4 separate regions of the Sus scrofa genome follow, and regions 1, 2 and 4 are each linked to region 3. The links are chromatin contacts, called in public promoter capture Hi-C maps. All regions are on one chromosome and are shown on one strand. The core of a region is the stretch at or near the end of the contact, and the rest is flanking DNA. Distances in the headings are between cores, read along the strand shown.

What was found. Promoter capture Hi-C pulls out the DNA fragments that hold promoters and counts their contacts.
Region 1: a promoter capture Hi-C map of liver shows a contact between it and region 3, with 3 times the contacts expected there. The contact joins the promoter of TMEM160 here to the promoter of AP2S1 in region 3. A contact is called at or near these places in 4 of 5 promoter capture datasets (fetal liver, fetal skeletal muscle and liver), 4 of 47 Hi-C or Micro-C datasets (embryonic fibroblasts, heart right ventricle and liver) and 2 of 2 datasets of contacts at active chromatin or transcription factors (alveolar macrophages and skeletal muscle).
Region 2: a contact with region 3 is called in a promoter capture Hi-C map of skeletal muscle, with 5 times the contacts expected there. The contact joins the promoter of DACT3 here to the promoter of AP2S1 in region 3. A contact is called at or near these places in 2 of 5 promoter capture datasets (fetal liver and skeletal muscle) and 7 of 47 Hi-C or Micro-C datasets (embryonic fibroblasts, fetal heart ventricle, liver and 3 more).
Region 4: a contact with region 3 is called in a promoter capture Hi-C map of fetal liver, with 2.7 times the contacts expected there. The contact joins the promoter of PTGIR here to the promoter of AP2S1 in region 3. A contact is called at or near these places in 3 of 5 promoter capture datasets (fetal liver, fetal skeletal muscle and liver), 4 of 47 Hi-C or Micro-C datasets (blood, liver, skeletal muscle and 1 more) and 1 of 2 datasets of contacts at active chromatin or transcription factors (skeletal muscle).

What each region holds. Positions count from the first base shown.
Region 1 is chr6:52,875,867-52,878,566 of Sscrofa11.1, reverse strand. TMEM160 (transmembrane protein 160) reads left to right here and starts at 1,306. Exons shown (of 3, transcript XM_003127241.5): 1 at 1,306-1,621. The coding sequence starts at 1,414.
Region 2 is chr6:52,552,809-52,555,508 of Sscrofa11.1, reverse strand. DACT3 (dapper homolog 3) reads left to right here and starts at 1,251. Exons shown (of 4, transcript XM_003355955.4): 1 at 1,251-1,840. The coding sequence starts at 1,427.
Region 3 is chr6:52,701,882-52,704,746 of Sscrofa11.1, reverse strand. It overlaps AP2S1 (adaptor related protein complex 2 sigma 1 subunit), which reads left to right and starts at 1,549. Exons shown (of 4, transcript NM_001244453.1): 1 at 1,549-1,705. The coding sequence starts at 1,703.
Region 4 is chr6:52,525,975-52,528,774 of Sscrofa11.1, reverse strand. PTGIR (prostacyclin receptor) reads left to right here and starts at 1,437. Exons shown (of 2, transcript XM_003355952.4): 1 at 1,437-2,396. The coding sequence starts at 1,629.

The DNA.
Region 1 (2,700 bases), core at 57-2,556, 170 kb before region 3:
GTCCAATCAGAGCTGCAGCTGCTGGCCTACACCACAGCCACAGTAATGCAGGATCCTAGCCACATCTGTGACCCTACACCACGGCTCACAGCAATGCCAGATCCTTAACCCATTGAGTGAGTCCAGGGATCGAACCCACGTCCTCATAGATACTAGTTGGGTTCATTAACTTATGAGCCACAAGGGGAACTCTTAAATAATATTAAAAAAAAAAATTATGCTGGAGTTCCCGTCGTGACGCAGTGGTTAATGAATCTGACTAGGAACCATGAGGTTCCGTGTTCATCCCTGGCCTCTCTCAGTGGGTTAAGGCATTGCTGTGAGCTCTGATGTGGGTCACAGACGCGACTCAGATCTGGCGTTGCTGTGGCTCTGGCGTAGGCAACAGCTTCGATTAGACCCCTAGCCTGGGAACCTGCATATGCCACGGGTACCGCCCTAGCAAAGACAAAATAATAATAAATAATAGATAAAAATATGCTGGAGTTCCTATCGTAGCTCTTTGGAAATGAATCAGACTAGGAACCATGAGGTTGCAGGTTCGAGCCCTGGCTTCGCTCAGTGGGTTAAGGATCCGGCATTGCCGTGAGCTCTGGTGTAGTTCCCAGACGCGGCTGGGATCCCGCGTGGCTGTGGCTGTAGCTGTGACGTGGGCCGGCGGCTGCAGCTCCCATTCCATCCCTAGCCTGGGAACGTCCATATGCCCCGGGTGCGGCCCTAAAAAGAAAAAAAAAATATGCCGTTGCAAAGTATTCAGTGCTACAGGTCAATGTTCATGATTGATTAGTGATTGACAAATTAATTTTTTTCATATAACAAACGTTTTACATCTCTTTCGATAAAAGACAGAATCCCCTGGTGTGGCTCAGTGGGTTGAGGCTCCTGCGTTCTCATTGCTGTGGCCCGGGTTGGATCCCTGGGAAGTTGTGCATGCCCAGGGGCTTGGCAAAAAAAAAAAAAAAAAAAAAAAAAAAATATTAGCAGTAACCACTCATTGGTGGGATTAATGCTGAGTTTTACTTTCTCTTCTGGGCTCTTCGAGATTTTGCAAAGGTTCTACATTAAGCATCACAAGTATTGTTTGGTTTTGGTTTCTTGGCCCCAAGAATTAAAGTTACTTAGCAAAGACTACAAGTACCGGCAGACATCGCGCCTCCGACTTCAGAAGACCCGCCTTCCCCAAGCACAATGAACGCTGGGATTTGAAGTCCAGTTCCAACAACAAGGTGGGCCGCGCAGTACCGGCACAATGACAGAGGCGGGATCAGCGCCATTTTGACCAATGGGCAGTGCGTACCGGGCCTGAGTGGCACGCGTATAATCAATAGATAGGCCGCTAAGCTCGAGTGACGTGAGCTTCAGCCTACCGGCAGCCCATGGGCGGTGCGGTGCGCGGCGGCCGTAGTGCGAACCATGGGAGGTGGCTGGTGGTGGGCTCGGGCTGCCCGCCTAGCCCGACTCCGCTTCCGGGGGGCGCTGCTGCCGCCTCCGCGGCCCCGGAGCGGGGGCGCCCGGGGGTCCTTTGCCCCTGGCCACGGCCCCCGCTCTGGGGCTTCGCCGCCCCCGGTGTCCGAGCTGGATCGCGCAGATGCCTGGCTCCTTCGGAAGGCTCATGAGACAGGTCTGGGGATGGGGTCGGCCTCGGATGGGAGTAGGGGTTCCGAATAGCTGAGCTGCCCGCGCGCGCTAGCGGATGGTGGTGGGACCCTGCTGGAAACCTGGCCCAGGGAGAGGCTCAGGAGGAGGAACGGCTTCCGTGTAAGAGCAGGGAAGCGCTGGCTGCAAGAGCGCAGACTGTCCGCATAGAAGGGCTTGCAGATGCGACCGCGGGTCTGGTTAATGAGGTTCAGTAGGGACTGGAGAGCTTTGTCGGGCCAGGACAGGCAGCCTTATCAAACGGCCCTGTCCGGATGGCGGAGGCTTTCAAAGAGGGCTAGGGGCGAGGGAGTTGCCTACAAGAGGGGGGCCTCGTTGGAGAGGCCAGTTCGGATTAAAGAGGCGACCACTCTGCATAAGGCGGGAGCGTGGATCCCCACAGAAGAGAGGGCAAGTTCTGGGTTGGAAGAGGGAACACCCAATAGAAGAGCAGCTCTGAGCTGATTGGAGGGCATGGTGCTCCTGGCTGCAGGGGGTGGGGCCTCATTTGGCAGGGTGCTGGGTGGGGGTGGAGGGGTCCGGGTTGGAGAGGATGGGCTTTAGAGATCGTGGACAGGTGTAGCGGTGGGGATGGCTGTAACCCGACTAGCCCCGATTAGTGCCACACCAGGGACTTGAGTGGATGTGAATTACCTCCAGGAAGAGCACACCTGATAGCAGCGTGGATTTAGTAAACTGAGCGGGGAGGCTGGAGAGAGGCCTGGGGGAGCGGGGAGGGGTAACGGTTGGTGTGAAGGTTTGAGAAGGAAGTGAGGGGGTGGCCATGGGGATGTGAGGGAGACATTGACCAAGCTGACCTCTTGGAATCTTCCCGTCCCCAGATTTAGGTTCTGCAGTTTTGGTCCTAGATCCCCCTCCAGATTCTGCAGACTGTCTTGAATCTTTGATGTTGCCAAGTTGGGTGGGAGAGGGGCTCAGTGAGGGTTTTGGGGGTTCTTAGATTGGGGGCTGTCAGGAAGAGGTGGGGATTTGGGGTCGGGTCGGTGGGATGAAGAGGAGCCCCTCTGTCTGGTTGGTCAGGGAGGGGCAGGGGCAGGGTGTGGG
Region 2 (2,700 bases), core at 2-2,501, 150 kb after region 3:
CAGATTCATTTTTCTCCTTGGGACCAGCTAGATGATTTTTTTATTTATTTATCAGATCCCTCTGTGACTTTATACATGGAAGGCACTGCTCCAAGCACCTGACAGACATCTCAGTCCTCGTAACAACTGTGAGATAGGAAGTATTACATAGCTAAGGAAACTGAGGCACAGAAAGGCTAAGCACGTTTCCCAAGGTCGCACAGCTGGAAAGTGGCAGAGCTGAGGCTCACCCCAGGCAGTTTGGTTCTGGAATCTTTGCTCCCAGAAATTGCCTCTTCAGCTCAGGACCAGGTCATCTGGTGCACGGGGTATCATAAAAGAGGGAGCTTCTTACATGATTTTCTGGGCCTTGGCTGTTAGGGAGTCAAGGTCTATCTGAGAAATGGGCATGAACTTCGGAGCTTGATCCTCAAGGTTGTAGGTACTCGCACTCGGCGTAGTGACACAGGTTGGCCGCCTGAGGGGGCGCTAGCCCCGCTTGCCGAGCCAGGGAAGGGAGGAGGGAACCTTGGTAACGAATGTCAGGCTCAGACTTTTCTGAACCATAGAACGTTGAGAACAGAGCATCTTAGAAGGCTGAGAACAAAGCCTCTTAGAACATAGAACAAAGGCCCCTGGAATCGTAAAATGGTGAGCGCAAAGCCTCACAGCATCTGTGAGACAAAAGATGCTAAGATTCTGTTCGGGTGGAATCATAGAATTACACCCATGGTTTTACACTTCCAGAATTTGGGACATGCTCTCAGAAGTAAGACTGGCTACCAGAGCAAAACGAAAATGCGGGGCCCCTTGTTCAAAAAATGAAAAATCCAAAACTAACAGCAGAATGTTAAACCAAGTTTGGGGCCTTTCTAAGCCGGCCAGTGAAGCTCGCCCCGCTTAGAAGCATTAGTTTATGGGAGGATGTCGGAAGTTGCCCTGGCCCTCTAGTTTTACAGCTGAATGTCTCGGAAGGCTTCCTGGAAGGGGAGGCAAAATCTGGACTCGATTCTTAACCCTTTCCGCCCCCTTGCGCATCTTCAGAAGCAGAAGGTTAGGAAGGGCGGAGGGAGAGGAACTGCTGCCAAAATGTCACGTGCACCCATTCTCTATTTATAGATCACCCCTGCCCCTCTCGCGGGACAGTCCAATGGTAGCCTGAGCTCTCCCGCAAGGGGGCGGAACCAGCTGCGGGGACCCGGGAGATACGGACCAATAACATTGGAACAAGGGCGGACTTGTTTCATTGTGACGTGTGGGGGCGTGGCCAGGGCCCTATGGCAGGCGAGAGGCGGGGCGTGGCGAGGCGAGGTGGCCGGTAAGCCGAGCGAGTAGGCAGCTGCGAGCATACGTTGCGTTGAGGGGCGCGGGTGCACAGCCGAGTATCTTCGTAAAGGGAGGGTACCGGCCAATAGGCGATGGTTGCTCTGTCGCCGGGGGCGTGGCCATGCAGATAAGGCGCGGGTGGGCGGCCCAATGGACGGGCGCCTATGCAGATGAGACGGTGACAGCCGGGCCAGCGGGCGGGCGGGCGGGCTGTTGGGGCGGGGAGGTGGGACCGGGAGAGGGGTGGCCGCGGGGCCCGGCCGGGCTGGGGCGGGGGGCCGCAGCCATGATCCGGGCCTTCTCGTTCCCGGTGAGCCCCGAACGGGGTCGGCTGCGGGGCTGGCTGGAGGGCAGCCTGGCCGGGCTCTGCGAGTTACACTGGCTCCGGGAGAGGCAGGAGTACCGCGTGCAGCAGGCGCTGCGGCTGGCCCAGCCCGGAATGGGGGGCGCCGAGGCCGAGGACGAGGAGGACGCCGACGAGGACGAAGATGCGGCGGCGGCGCGCCGGGCTGCAGCAGCCCTGGAAGAGCAGCTGGTGAGGGGCCGCCTGTCCGTCTGTCCCTCTGCCCTCGTCTGTGTCTGTCTCTCTGTCTCGGTTGGATGCTCAGACACCCGTCCGGGTGGGGGAGGGAAGAGGGGGAAAAGAGAGGGGGGGTGGGGCTGGAGAGTCTGGGCGGCGGGTGGGATCAGGCCTCCCTGCCCCCAGACTGGGGAAGGGGACTGCATCGCCTCCGCCGGACCCTCGTGTGATGCAAAAGCCCATTCCCTACACCCCTTCCCCAAAGCGAATCCATCTGGGCGCCAAGTATGTGTCAAGCCCGGGCTGAGTGTTAGGCAGGCGTTGTCCTCTTGCTGCTTGGAGGATAGGGGGTGATAGTTCTCATTTCAGAAAGCAACAAAACGGAGGCTCAGAGAGGGCCAGCGACTCACCCAAGGTCACACAGCGGGATCCAAGCACGCCCCTCTCCCAGCCTCCATACCAGGGCTCCGTCTTCCTAAGTCCTAGTGTGCTTGGAGATCTCCGGAGGGGGCGGGGTGGGGGGAGGGGATCCTCGGGCCTCCTGAGGAAGGGATTGCTGCTGAGAGGAAGCTCGCAGCCCTTTAGGACCCCATGGTGATCTTGATCCTCTGGTAACACTTTCCTACCTGGTCCCAGTTCTGGTTAACCCAGGAGGTGGCAGATTGAGGCAGCCTGGGGGTCTGACTTCTAGATTCCCTGGGCGCTCTGAGGGTGGAAGATAAGCCAAAGGTCTCCAGAATGACTTAAGGAGCATCGTCGCACCTTTCTCCTTTATGTCATTTCTTAATTCTCCTGACGTCTTCCTGGGTTTCTTGCACTCCCCCCCCGCCCCACAGCCATTTCTCTGTGACTTTCTGTATCTCTTTCTCTGTCTT
Region 3 (2,865 bases), core at 300-2,799:
AGGCATGAGGGATCCAACCTGAGCCACAGCAGCAACCAGGTCCTCAATCACTAGGCCACAAGGGAACTCCCCAGCTGATATCCTTTTTTTTTTTTTTTTTTGTATTTTCTAGGGCCGCACCCGCGGCATATGGAGGATCCCAGGCTAGGGGTTGAATCAGAGCTGCAGCTTCTGGCCTACACCACAGCCACAGCAACACCAGATCCGAGCCTCGTCTGCCACCTACACCACAGCTCATGGCAGGATCCTTAATCCACTGAACGAGGCTAGGGATCAAACCTGCGTCCTCATGGATACTAGTTGGGTTTGTTACCTCTGAACCACGACGGAACTCCTAATTTACCTTGCTTTCTTAGAGCAAGTCTCCCCTCAGTATCCATCCCTTTACTGAATGCTTACTATGTGCCACCATGTTCTAGGGGATGTAGATTGTTAACAGGTTCCCTGCCCTCAACGGAGGCAACACACACACAGAGACACACACCCCAAATAAAATCATTAACAGCTGTAAAAAGGCTTTAAAGAAATCTAACTGCTGACCTAGAGAATGTGGGGGGTCGAAGAGGGGAACTTCGTATGTTGGGTTCCCCCATATAGGACTGCGGAGGTGATGTTTAAGCCAAAGGAAGAAAAGAGGTCAGCGATCAAAGAAATGGGGGAAGGCAATTCCCATTGTGGCTCAGTGGTAAGGAACCTGACTAGTATCCATGAGGATGTGGGTTCAGTCCCTGGCCTTTCTCAGTGGGTTAAGGATCTGGAGTGGCTGTGAGCTGTGGTATAGGTTGCAGATGTGACTGAGATCCTATGTTGCTGTGGCTCTGACACAGGCAGCAGCTGCAGCTACTATTCAACCCTTAGCCTGGAAACTTCCACACACGGAGGGTGTGGCCCTAACAAACAAACAAACACATAACACATACTATATGTCCAGCACTGGGCTAAGTACTTTGGAAACTTACGGATGCTTTAAAACAACTCTACTGAGGTGACCCCTTGATCAACCGTCTTTTACAGTTAAAGAAGTTGAGTTAAGAGGTGAAGTTGCTGGCCCAGAGTCACACAGCTAGGAAATAAAGGCACGATTTGCATACAGTTCTGGCTTCCAAATTCATGCGCTTAAGCCACTGTCCCACATAAGTCGCTTAACATATTCTAAACAAAGTACTGGGTGACCATGCTCCCCCAACGTAGTTTCTTATTGATTGATTTTTAATTTATTTGTTTGTTATTAAAATACAATTAATTTACAGTGTTCTGCTAAAACAGCTATTCCCAGTACGTCCTTCTTGCCTTGTTGGGGGGGCGGTGGGAGGGAGAAGGAAGGCTGTCCGAACTACATTTCCTAGAGTGCAACCCTTGCCTTGCTGGCTGTCCAGCATTTCGGGAATTGTAGTCCTGCCAGGAGACATTCACCCACGGCTCCCAGAATGCATTTGGAGACCGAACCTTGCGCGAGGAAAAGGATAGTCGCGTAGCATGCTGGGACGCGGGACAGGCCCATTTCTCTGGCGTGCCGCTCAGACGAACGACCCCATTTCTTCGGACTACAATTCCCAGCCGGCTGTGCGCGAGAGAGGGCGGGCGAGTTCTTCTGCCGGAAGTCCGCTCTAGCCCCGGGTGCCCCAACAGCCGCCAAAGCCCGAGCCTCCCAGAAGCCGTGGGACCGGGGCCTCCCAGAAGCTGGGGTCGGACGGGGGTCGCCATGGTAACGGGGGCGCGCCCATACTGGGGATGGGCAGAGGGTGGGTCCATGTGCAGGTACTCGAGGCGCGGTGGGATACTGACAAGCCCCCCCGGCCGCGGTGCAATGGTCTGGGCCAGGCGGGGGCTCTCGAGATTGGGGCCGACCAAAGGCCGGGGAAGGGGACTGGGCGGCGGTTCTGGACGCCAGAGTGTAACGGGGCTCTCAAGGCTAGGGGGCTTTGGAGACCGGATGACAAGAGGAGGGGTCTGTGCGGGAGGGGACATTGGAGGTGGCTGAAGGGTTTTGAAACTGGCAGGCAACTCACGAAGAAGGATCTCCGAGGTGGGGAGAAGGAATTGGAGGTGGCGAGGGGGCATCCCAAGAAGAGAGCTCTCTGGGAGTGTGACCGGATAGTTGGAGAAGGATGGAAGACCTTCGGCTGGGAGAGACGGGGGTCTCTAGAGGCAGGAAGCTGACACTGCAGACGGAGAGGGGGTGTTGGAACTGGGCGGGATACTGCTGATGAAGGAGACAGAATTTCAAGAGGAAGAGACTGGACACTGGAAACGGGAAGTAGGCAACTGTAGGGAATGGGGCTTTAGAGTTAGGGAAAGCGTGCTAGAAAAGGGAGAAGGCTTGGCGTAGGGAGTGGATACTAGAGATGTGTGGGGAGCAGTGGAAGAGGTCACGGAGGGTAGGTAATAGGCACAGGAGTGCGAGAGATGGGGATGAGGCTTTGGGGGCAAGGACAAGCCACTGGATTTGGTACCCCTCCCCAGAGATGGGGAGACCTGACAGAGGGCATTGAAACCGAGAAAGAGGAAGTCGAAAGGGGACAGCTCTAGGGTAAGGGCTTGGAGACAGTAGGTTGGGGGACATAGAGCGGGGACATCCGAGGGTTGAGGGTGCAGGAGGGAAAGGGCTTCTGAGGGTGGATTCCCTGAAGTGGGGAGACTCTAATTGGGAGGAGAAACAGGAAGAGGTGCATGAGGGAACTGGGGGGGGGGTCAGAGGCAGAGCTCTCCCTCAGCTTTTCAGGCTTGCTTTTATCTCTGCCCTCAGTGTGCCCCATATTTCTCTGGCTCTGCCCCAGGCAGTGGCTGCCTGGTGTGGGTACCCCCACCTCCACCCCGTGCCCTCTCCCTGTCTCCCAGGACCCCTGCCTTGCTAGGAAGTGGTTT
Region 4 (2,800 bases), core at 188-2,687, 180 kb after region 3:
AAGCCGGTGTTACCCCATTGCACGGATGAGGAAACTGAGGTCCACGGGCTTCCCGTCCTGGCCGGGGACCATCAGAGAGCAGGCAGGTAGTGAAACTGGCGTGAGATCTTGAATGCGTACTCTCTGCGCTTAAACTGCCTCCCTGAAAAATCAGGGGTGTCTGAGAGGGTCCTTGAGCTCCCACCTGGCCCTCATGGGCGGGGAGGCTGCAGGGGAAGCCATGAGGTTCAGTGGCAACAGTGATGGTGATCACTGTGCTGGCAGGGGGACACCCAGGCTGACTACACTGGCTGGAGGGTGGTGGCTGTGCGGCTGGCCATGTGTTTGGGGTGGGGTGGGAGAAATGGAGGAACAGCGGAGTTGGAGCCCTGGACGGCTGTCTGTGGCTAAAATATTCCTTGAAGTCAAGGTCACCAGAGCTTGGCCTGGGGCCTGGGAGTGCTGGGGTGAGAGGTGGGGGGTGTGTCCCCCTTTGATGCCTGAGAGCAGTGGAAATCCTGGGGCAGACCTGTCCCTTATCAGTGGATGACAAGTCCGGCGCCCCCCAAGGCTCTGTGGGGTGGCTGAGTGTGCAAGCTGGGAGCCCCAGGACGGACTCCAGGGACTGGCATTTTGTTCTCTGGGCCACCTCTTCCCCCTGCCTCGTGGAAGGAGTGAAGTCTATCCAGGGAACAGAAATCCCAGTGGTGCCTGGAAAACACTGCATCAGAGAGGAATTTCCCGGTCATGTCTCAATCCCTGGCCGTGTCCTAACCCCAGAGCCTGAGCCCAGAATAGATGCCAGAGGCCACACCAGACAGCCTTGAGGACTTGTCGGCTGTGGCCCTCAGGTCCTGTCCCCACTGGGTGTGATGACTCAGGTGATCCCTAACCCAGGTCCACTGAGCGATGCTGGGAAGGGACAGGGTGGCAGAGACCTGAGTGTGGGGAGACGGCAGGTGGCTCAGTGATGTGGGCCGGGGGAGAGGACACAGGGAGGAGAGGCAGAGGCCTGTCCTGGGCAGGGGGGGATGGAGGGAGCCGCCAGGGAAAGGCGGGAGGGAGCCCAGGGGCCGCTGGAGAAAGCAGGGGAGGGGAGGCGGGGCAGAGAGAGGAAATGAAAAAGCCGGGGTGAGCGAGCAAGCCGGGGAGGGAGGGAGGAGAGAGGGAAGGAGGGAGAAGTTGACACTCGGCGTTGGACCCAGCGAGAGACACCCAGGAGAAGCAGCAAGGGGACAGAGGAGGGACTGGGAGGCTGCAGAGGTGCGGTGGGGAGGGGCTGGGAGAGGTCAAAGCCGAGACCGGGAGCGAGAGCTGTCCAGGGACCAGGAAGGAGACAGAGACGGAGCGACAGCAAGAGACGGAGACGGAGAAAGAACGCGCTAGGGGCTTGGCGAGGAGAGGACTGGACCTGGAGACCGAGGCAGAAGGAAAGAAAGAGGGGAGAGAAATAGACAGAAATTGACGCCCAGCAGGACCTGCCGCGGGTCGACGGGGACCTGAGCCCACTCCCTCCAGCTGCAGCGGGGACCACAGGGAGCGCCGGCGGGGTTGGGCGTCGCAGGGGCGGACCCGGCCTCCCCCTCCCACCCCATCTCCCACCCCCGGGGACCCCTCCAGCCCGGCGGTCGCCCGCGGCGAGGCGGGGGATGGCCGATTCTTGCCGGAACCTCACGTACGTGCGGGACTCGGTGGGCCCGGCCACCAGCACCCTGATGTTCGTGGCGGGCGTGGTGGGCAACGGGCTGGCCCTGGGCATCCTGGGGGCGCGGCGGCGGTCACGGCCCTCGGCCTTCGCCGTCCTGGTCACCGGGCTGGCCGTCACCGACCTGCTGGGCACGTGCTTCCTGAGCCCCGCCGTGTTCGCGGCCTACGCCCGCAACAGCTCGCTGCTGGGCCTGGCCCGGGGCCGCCCGGCGCTGTGCGACGCCTTCGCCTTCGCCATGACCTTCTTCGGGCTGGCCTCCACGCTCATCCTCTTCGCGATGGCCGTGGAGCGCTGCCTGGCGCTCAGCCACCCCTACCTCTACGCCCAGCTGGACGGGCCGCGTCGCGCCCGCCTGGCGCTGCCTGCCATCTACGCCTTCTGCACGGCCTTCTGCGCGCTGCCCCTGCTGGGCCTGGGCCAACACCAGCAGTACTGCCCGGGCAGCTGGTGCTTCATCCGTCTGCGCTCGGCCGAGCTGGGTGGCTGCGCCTTCTCGCTGGCCTACGCCAGCCTCATGGCCCTGCTGGTGGCCGCCATCGTCCTCTGCAACGGCTCAGTCACCCTCAGCCTCTGCCGCATGTACCGACAGCAGAGACGCCACCAGGGCTCGCTGGTCCCCAGCCCCCGGGCAGGTGAGGACGAGGTGGACCACCTGATCCTGCTGGCCCTCATGACTGGCATCATGACTGTGTGCTCCCTGCCCCTCATGGTGAGTGCCCCTGCGGCGGGGGGGGGGGGGGGGGGGGAGGAGGGCAGCAGCCGGCTTTAGCCTCCAGGGGCTGAGCCCATTTCATGGATCTGGAGACTGAGCCTCAGAGAGGTCAGAGGCTGTGGCCACGGTCAAGCAACTCCCCACTCCCAGGAGAAGTCTTTCCCCATTTGCTTCTGCCCCATTTCACTCCTCCTGACCCTGTCGCCCCTTCTCCATCTCTAGCCCCCACCCCTGCCAATTTCACCCCCAGGAGCCTTCCCCTGCCCCTGCCTGATAATAAGACCCGCCAGGCATTGAGTGCTTGCTCTCTGTACACCCTCTGCTCAGGGTTTAGAAATCCTTTCTCAGATAATCTCCAAAATGATCTTCATCACATTTTCCACAAGCACTTAGCAAGAAGT